Regions from separate parts of the Sus scrofa genome. Here all the other regions are linked to region 1. Evidence: chromatin contacts called from public HiChIP or PLAC-seq data. All regions are on one chromosome and are shown on one strand. Each heading gives the region's core, a stretch centred on a gene start, on an enhancer-like site or on the middle of the called end of the contact. The rest is flanking DNA. Distances are from core to core; before and after follow the strand shown.

Region 1 (2,767 bases), core at 168-2,667:
TATTCGGAAAATCTCACTAAATTCGCATTAACGAAAAGCTGTCAAACCACTGAATTTTACACTTTAATCGGTGAACGCATAGCATATAAACTATATTTCATAAAGTTGCTAAAAGATAAGAAATACAGGGCTGCCAACTGATAGGAAGAGGAAAAAAACGTATTCTTCAGGATAAAGGCAAGAGACTAAGCTCTGATCTATTTCAACTCTTAAAATTAAACAAAATGAATGGCTCCCTGTACAAACAGCAGAGACTAAACAAACTCTCGTTTGTGGTGCGATCACTGCATCTTAAAGCCTTTTTCAAAAGAAAACAGCCTAAGAGGGTAGTTCCCCCCATGAAAAACTTCAAGTTTGAGACAATCAAAAAACATAACTAAATTAATGTGCTCTTCTCCCCCGTGGCTACTTCCACAAACGATATAATTACTACTGGAATATCAAATGATTAAACTTGCCACCAGAGAAGACTACAATGTAAAACCGAGTAGCAACTGACAGCAAAACCTCGGAGAGTGTATTCCCAATAGAAATCCTACCATTTCGTGCACCGTATTCCAGCTCTAAGTGGCTTGTAAATCACTTGCAAGGGAAGGAAGCCCCTTCCCCCCTACTCAAGCCACCCCAACGCGGGGCGTATTTTATACCAAAAATGCCGCCCTCAGTCCCCCGGCACCGCGGAGGGCAGAGGCCCGCGGTGCTCCATGGCGCCGGACAGAGGCCCAGGGTCGTGAAGGCCTTTCCCAAGGAGACAGTGGCTTAGCCCGACCGCGCACGAGTACCTCATGCTGTAGGCGCCGGCGCCCAGCTCCTGCCCGATGCCCGAGAGGCTGGCGTCGAAGTCGTGCACCAGCCCAGACTCGATCACCTCGTCCATCTTGAGCACCCAGGCCATCTTCCGGCCTCGCCGCCGCCCGGCGCGCAGCGCGGCCTCCGCAAGCGGGGCGAAGAGGCCGGAGCTCCGCGGGCGCGTCCTGGGGGAGGGCGCGGGTGAAGCCTCCGGCGGCGCGGCGAATGGTCACCAGCGGCGACCCGGGCAGCGTCCGGAACAAGAGCAGCCGGGGCCCCGCGGGCAGGGAGCGGCGAGCCCGGCGAGCAGCTGCAGCGGGAGCGGCCGGGCCGCCGGCAGCGCCTCCCTCCCGCGGGCGCCGGCCCCGCGCCTCATGCCGCCGCCGCCCACCCCCTGCGCCGCTAGCGCTGCCAACGCCGCCGCCCGCCCCGCCCCGAGGCCCCTGGCCGCATCCTCCCCTGGACCGCGCGGGGGCGGGAGCTCAGCCCGCCCGTCACCCGACCCCCGGCCTCGACCCTCGGCCCGCCCGCCCAGGCTCTAGCGTCCCGCCGCCCCGGCCAACCCCGCCGACGCCGCTCCGTCGGCCCAGATGCTGGCTTCGCTATGGCTCCGGCTGGAGCTCGCTCCCCGCTTCCGCCTCCTCCGGCCCCACCCCGGCCGCGCCCCCGCCCCCGCGCTCGCCCGGGGCTCAGGCCCGCCCCGCACCGCCGGGGATTTCGCGGCACTCCCGGAGCTTAGCGGTGGAGGAACTGTCGCGCCGCGCAGCACGGCCCCGCCCACGCCGCAGGTTCCCAGCCCCCGCGGCCGGGCGGCCTCCCTGCACACCACCCCCAGGAAGAGGCGGGGCCAAAAGGGCCGGCCGTTTCCGCCCATCCAGAAAAGCGGGCTGACTGACAGGCGAACTGAACAATAATGGCAGGTGCCTGGTCTAGGCTCCCGTGAGTCTCTGCCCTGTACTAAAAAACCAATCAAATTCTTCTTCCTCCTGGGCGGGCTCAAGGACCAAATTTGCTGTCAAAAGAAAGAGTTCATTGAGTTGAACTGGAGGAAGCCTCCATACTTGTGAAGGTGCTTTGATCCCGTGTGGTCTTTGTGGGTAGTTTCTGGGGTTTTGCCCACGCTATAGATGGAGAAAGCAGTTGTGAGTTTAGCCAATAGACTCACACCCTGTCTTGGGAACTAAGAGACTTATTGGGCAAAAAGTCTTGACTGACCTGAAAGCAAGCCAATCAATGCTCCCTAGAAAGGGCTCCGGAAAGTTCCTTCAACAGCTTATTGCCCTGAGCAGTTAGGCTAGTTAAAGCGGGCGTTCAGTAGCAGGAACAGTGGGCAGTTGTGCTGTTGTTGCTGTTCAGGATTCTGGGGTTCCCTGGGCTTAGGCGATTCTCACCCAGGGTCTCTCCTGTGAGTGCGGTCAGGTGGCTGAGGCTAAAGTCTTGTCAAGACTTCGATACTCAAGCTTATTGGATGCTGGCTGTGGACTGGGACCCCACTTGGGCCTGTTGGAAAGCCTACACAGGCCTTTCCACGAGGTCTTGACTTCCTTCATAGCGTGGCAGCTGGGCTCCAAAATCAAGTGTCTCAAAAGACGGGCAGTAGAAGCTGCTGGGTTTTTAGGACAAAGATTCTTTGCTTGACCAAACTTTAGTCAAGCTCTTGATCTTCTCCTAGTCCTATCTGAGCCCTTACTTTGTAAAATTCAATTTTAGCAAGAAAGTGTAGGTACACTCTATTTGCATATCTGATCAGGTTCTTAGCCTTCACCATCCCCCAGGTGATGTCTGATCATCCTGGCTTGCCTTCAACAAAAAAATCTTGTTACTTGGGTTTAACAAAAAACACCACTACCCTGTTGTTTCTCTTAGTAATTTTCCATCTGCTGACGCCCTCCCTATTCCCTTTACCATGCTTTATTTGGGATTGAGTCCAGTCTCCCCCACTGCAAATCCCACTGCAGTGCTCTCTGTACCTGTAGGA
Region 2 (2,767 bases), core at 161-2,660, 420 kb before region 1:
GAATGAGGCTCAGAGGCTGCTGGAGGGCAGATTCATCTTGGTTCCAGCTGGGTCCATCTGGGCTTTTTTTTTCTCTTCCTATAGCTTCCTTTCTTTGTCTCTTGACCCTGTTACTTAAAAGATATATGCTAGTTCCTATCTAAGGGAGGGATTGCCAGAATTTGAGCAAGGATCTGGTGTCAGCTCTGGAAACAAAACATATTGTGGACATTTTTACTCTATGTCTCCTTCCAGAGTTCATGATAATATTAGCACTGGAAAGCACTACAGTAAGGAACTGTGTTTAACCCGCACCCAAGGCCAGCATTCCTCAAGCTTACTTGGCCACAGATCTCCATTTCTTTTTCACAAAATTTCTGTGAATCTGGCTCCACATTTCACACAGGGAAGCACTGTTCTAGCTCAAGATTCTTGACCTCCAAAACAAATCTTACTCTTTTATATATAAAGCATATATGTATGCATAAAAAGCAGATTTACAATTTATCTATGGTATTAAAATTTCATGGGAAAGTGATTAGGAAAAACTAATCTGAAGAGACCCCTTAGGAGGAGTGATAATGAAAAAAGCATTGATAAACACTACTCTACTCAGTTTTTCAGTTTTTATTCATGCAAATTCCTCAGGAAAATTGAAATTTGTGGCTCTTTTAAGCTGAACCAAAGAGCCAAGCAATTGTAGACACACAGAAGGAAATGCTGGGAGCTCACAGAAGCCAAGGATACTAGGTAGAAAAGACTTGGGACTGGTGTCAGCCCCTTTGCTACGATTGGTACACAAACCCAAAGAATCTTTCAGCCAGGATCATTGTCAGGGGAAGCTCCACTGAGTAGAAAGGGCCTGAGGCAGAAAGGGCATTGAGCCCCTGTTGTGAAGGAGGCTCAGAGCTCAGTCCTCATGGCACTTTACACCAGACTGAGGACTTGTCATTTATTGAATGTGGTTGAGTAGACCCTCCGCATCACTGTCAGATGCACACATTTGAATACATTTTTCTCTTCTCTACTCCTGACTGTCCTTATTTGGAGTAAATCTGGCCTCTCACTCTGACCTCTTCAGATCCCACTGTTTAGAGTATCTTGATTGCTGGCTACTGTACATCCATGATGGGAAAATAAATAAATAGCCCACTGATCCAGAATATAAAGATCATTTCTGCTGTACATACCCAGCTGAGATGAAAAAAATTAAGTTAAAAATCCAACAAATTTTAAAACTTTAAAAACTTTTTAGAGTTTTTTTTTAATTTGTAAATTTTTTTAATTTTAAAAAAGTTTCTCTTTTTAAAAACTTACTTCAGGGGTGTTCCCTGGTAGTCTGGTGGTTAGGACTTGGCGCTTTTGCTGCTGCAGCCCCAAGTTCAGTCCCTGGTCTAGGAACTGAGATTCCACATCAAGCCATTGGATGCTGTGGCCAAAAACAAAAAACGAATAAGAAACCTCCCCTCATTTTCCTCCCTCATCTAACAGAGGGCAAAGCTTCCTAGCTTTCTGTTTTGGGAAATGAGTGACTAAGAGTTTAACCTGAACCCAAGCTAAGAGTCACTCTTTTTCTGCTTCTTACTTCTATCAAAAAACCCCACTTGCACTCATCGTAGATGAGTGAGGGATAGAGCTGGTGCTCACAGGAAGCCACGCGCCCTTCAAAGGCACCTGTCTTTCTTAGCATCACGCTTCTTGAGCAAGCCGGGCACTGCCTCGCAGACCTTCCTTGGAGCCACTTTAAGACAAGCAAGGTAAGTGGGGGTGGGACCATTCTCAAGGTCTCAGGCCAAGTGCTGCTTGGTCCACAGGTGTCTGGACCCTGGAAGCACTGAAAGCTGCCCAGCCACGCAGCCAGCCCATCACTCGGGCAACCTGGTCATTCTGCCTGTCATTCTAGTTGGCCTCTCTCCCGCAGCTTGCTTATAACCTACCTGTGCCCACACACTCAGAGCCCTCATCTGACCGGCTCTTACACATACACAGGGCTCTCTTCTGCACACATCTGGCCTAAGCCACATGCTCGGAACACGGATAATTTTCACTCAACATAAACACTTCTCTGCTTCTTGCTTCTATCAAGACACCCCTGGTCAAGAAAGACCAGGCCACAGAATGATTTCAGACATTTAACAGCCGTGTTGACTTTTGTTTCTTTTCCTGATAATTTCCTAACTCATCAACTTCTTCTATCCCTTTCATTTGCACTAGTAAAATGGTAGAGAAAGATTAGAATTATTGTTTAACTAGAGTCCATAACATTTAACAGTTTGTTTGTTTGTTTGTTTTGGCTTTTTTCTTTTCTTTTCTCTCTCTTTTTTTTTTTTTTTTTTTTTTGGAGACCCTGTGATGCCCCAGATGTTCAGCATCCATTGCAGGAAGAAATCAAAACCTCTCCCTTGAGAAACACATAGTTTTGGTGTTTGGGTGTGTGGTGTTCAGGGTGGGACGTAGGGAGTGGAATAGATGTGAATTATCGAACAATTTGTAAAAATGATTTTAATGAGTATCAGGGAGCCATTAAGAAGAATACAAGAGGAGGTGGTCTTGAGTCAGAAAGCCTCCTCCCTGGATTGCTCTGATTCACACGTGAACATGTGAAGGTTTTAACCTCCTCATCTGCTGATTTAGATAGGAAATGAGGGTGGTGTGAGCGTGCGTGTGTGTAAGGTTAAGAAAGTTTTAACCTCAGCTGCCAGTTTGATAGGAAATGAGCATGGTTGGGGAGGTAGAGATTTTATTTCTGTCTGTGATGTGCCTTTTCTAGATTTTTGTCCCACTAATT
Region 3 (2,767 bases), core at 105-2,604, 320 kb after region 1:
CATGGATACTAGTTGGATTCGTTTCTGCTGAGCCACAATGGGAACTCCCCATATGTGCATTCTGTAATCAAAACGAGATAGTGTAACATACATACAGTTTTGTGACTTGCTCTTTTCATTTAATGACCTCCATCTTTCCATGGCCATACATTTTCATCTCATATTCAGTCCATCTATATTCAGATTTCTTTAACTGTCCTGAAAATGCATTTTATACGTGGTCTGTTGAAATTAGAACTCAATCCAGACTCTATATCCCTCAAATTCCTTTTCAAAGGCTTTTTTCATAACTATAAATTGTTCAAGAGATGGGGCCAGTTATCCTGTGGAATGTTCCACCTTTTGGATTTATTTGGTTACTTTTTATGGTATCATTTGGCTTGCTCTTCTATTTTTTATATCTCTTATAAATTGTGTGTTAGATGCAAAGAATCAATAGATTCAAGTTAAACGTTTTTGCCTGGAATATATCATAGATGGTGACATTGTAAACTTCATACTATATCTCATCAGACTGATGCACAAGGTGGCTTTTAAAAAATGTAAATTGTATCATGTCACTGGTGCTTAAATGCCATTCATAACTTCCTTTTCATTTATTCTACAATACAAATTCTTTAACTTGGCCTACAAGGTTCTGAAAGATTTGATGCCTATATACTCTTCCAACTTCATTTCATCCATTCTCTACTTGCTTTTTATGTTTCTTCCACACTGTTTGCTAATACTCCCTAAACATGGGAAGTGCTTGTCTCCAGGGCCTTGGCCTCTTGCTCTGGGAGGCTCTCCCCTGCCAATACTCTCCTGGACACTTCTCCTTTCTCCTAATGTCAAGCATCTTCTCAAACTGTAGATTTTCTACAGGTCACCGTCTCTCATTATCTAATTATTATTATTGTTTAAACTAGGTTCTTTCGAGAACCTCATAACCCATATTCCAAGTATTCTGCTTTTTGTACCATGATACTTTTTTGGTCCACCTTAATATCTGTGTCCTTACCTGACAATAAGCTGCACAATGGCAAGGACCTTGCCTACTCGGTTCACTGTGCACGCAGTATTTGTATAGAGGAGCCCGGTGAACAAATTACCATAGGTCACAATATACCCTGAGGCTGCCAGGTCTTGATAGGTGGTCGAAAACTCGCGCAGGTGGCAGTAACAGGAATACATCCCTGGGAAGTTATTCTAGTAGAGAAACATTTATCTTCACTTGAGAGTGCTTTGCCCACCCGCCGAGGCAATACGCAGAAAGCAAAGAATTCCTCAAGAGGACGGAGCCACGACCTTACGGCTGAGCCTGGGTGCAACCGGGCCCAGGTGAGCTACGCCGTCGCGGGAACTCCCTCACGTGACCGCGGGCGTCGCGCCGAGTGCGCCTGCGCGGAAGCTCCCGGAAGTGGCTGGACCCAAAGCGCAGGCCGGGCGCACGTCCGTCAGCCAGTCCAGTCCGCCGGTGGGCCGGTCCGTCGTCCCGGTACTCCGCGCGCCTCGGCTCTTGTCGCCGTCCCGCGGTCTCTTCGGCCCTAAGGGCGGCCGAGGCGCTCGCCATGGCGACGTTCATTTCAGTACAGCAGAAAAAGACCTCGGAGGTGGACCTGGCCAAGCCGCTGGTGAAGTTCATCCAGCAGACGTACCCGAGCGGCGGGGAGGAGCAGGCCCAGTACTGCCGCGCGGCGGAGGAGCTCAGCAAACTGCGCCGCGCCGCGCTCGGCCGCCCGCTGGATAAACACGAGGGCGCGCTCGAGACGCTCCTGAGGTGGGCCTGGGGTCGGACGGGGGAGGCCGTCGGCGGCCTGCCACTCTCCTTGCTTCCTCTGCCCTCCCTGCCTCCCTCCTTTACACCCACTGCCCCGGGCCCGGCCCCAGCTTGCCTGGCCGCGTAGGTGTGGTCTGCATTCCTTCCTGTTTAGCAGGCCCCGGTGACCCTACCCGCTTCCCCTGGCTTCCCACCCCGGCCCTTGGTCTGCTGGGACTCGGTCGGTCTGGGAGGAACGCTCTGCCACGTACTGATCTATCTTGCCACATTTACCCAGAACTAGTTTTCTTCACTTTTTCGGGGGTTCTAAATGAGACTCCTCCCTTCACTGCAAAACTTTCCTGGTCAGGTTTGGATTTCATAATGCTAATTGCTTGAGGGAAGTGGCAGAATTGGGACATTGGAACACATGTTTATTACCTGTCCACTTGAAATGAGCCGTCTTCCTAAGTCCCTCATAACCAAATAATTATGTAGGTTAGGAGCTGCCATTATTTGAAATTAAACTTGAGTGTCAGAATGTTCAAGGTAGGTTGCTTGAAGTCAGTTTCTTCATAAACAAGTAGGCACTTAATGGAGTAAATTTATCTTAGCAAATGTTTATTGAACTCATGCTGTATTTAATGGGAGTTCCTTTTGTAGTACTTTGCAGTTAGGATGGCAGAACATTTCTATAGCGCTTTATAGTTAAACATTTCTTTGCTCTACCTTGTTAATGATCTCATTTCCTATGTGTAACACTTTCTCCTTGTTTCAAGAGAAAAACACAGCTCTGTTAGAATGCAAGTAAGGAGAAGCTCAGGTTAAACTAGCTTGTTTGTTCTAGAAAAGCCAAGGAATATTGCTCCCTTAGCTTTAGGCATTCCTGAAGATCGTCTTGCCTCCATGATTCCCTCTTAGGAGGGCTTTGTTCCTTTATTAGGAGAGATGGCCACCTGCTGTACTGTAATTACAGTGGTCCTTAGCACTCTGGATCTTACAAAAGAGAGTTCTTTTTCTCCGTCCTAC

The links. HiChIP or PLAC-seq counts read pairs in DNA pulled down with a chosen protein or histone mark.
Region 2: an H3K27ac HiChIP or PLAC-seq map of alveolar macrophages shows a contact between it and region 1. The contact joins the promoter of CCR4 here to the promoter of UBP1 in region 1. A contact is called at or near these places in 1 of 5 promoter capture datasets (fetal liver) and 1 of 2 datasets of contacts at active chromatin or transcription factors (alveolar macrophages).
Region 3: a contact with region 1 is called in an H3K27ac HiChIP or PLAC-seq map of alveolar macrophages. The contact joins the promoter of PDCD6IP here to the promoter of UBP1 in region 1. A contact is called at or near these places in 2 of 5 promoter capture datasets (fetal liver and liver), 1 of 47 Hi-C or Micro-C datasets (liver) and 2 of 2 datasets of contacts at active chromatin or transcription factors (alveolar macrophages and skeletal muscle).

What each region holds. Positions count from the first base shown.
Region 1 is chr13:19,274,975-19,277,741 of Sscrofa11.1, forward strand. UBP1 (upstream-binding protein 1) reads right to left here and starts at 1,418. Exons shown (of 15, transcript XM_021071558.1): 1 at 783-1,418. The coding sequence starts at 895.
Region 2 is chr13:18,859,186-18,861,952 of Sscrofa11.1, forward strand. CCR4 (C-C chemokine receptor type 4) reads left to right here and starts at 1,411. Exons shown (of 2, transcript XM_005658814.3): 1 at 1,411-1,736.
Region 3 is chr13:19,595,710-19,598,476 of Sscrofa11.1, forward strand. PDCD6IP (programmed cell death 6-interacting protein) reads left to right here and starts at 1,355. Exons shown (of 18, transcript XM_021071622.1): 1 at 1,355-1,759. The coding sequence starts at 1,551.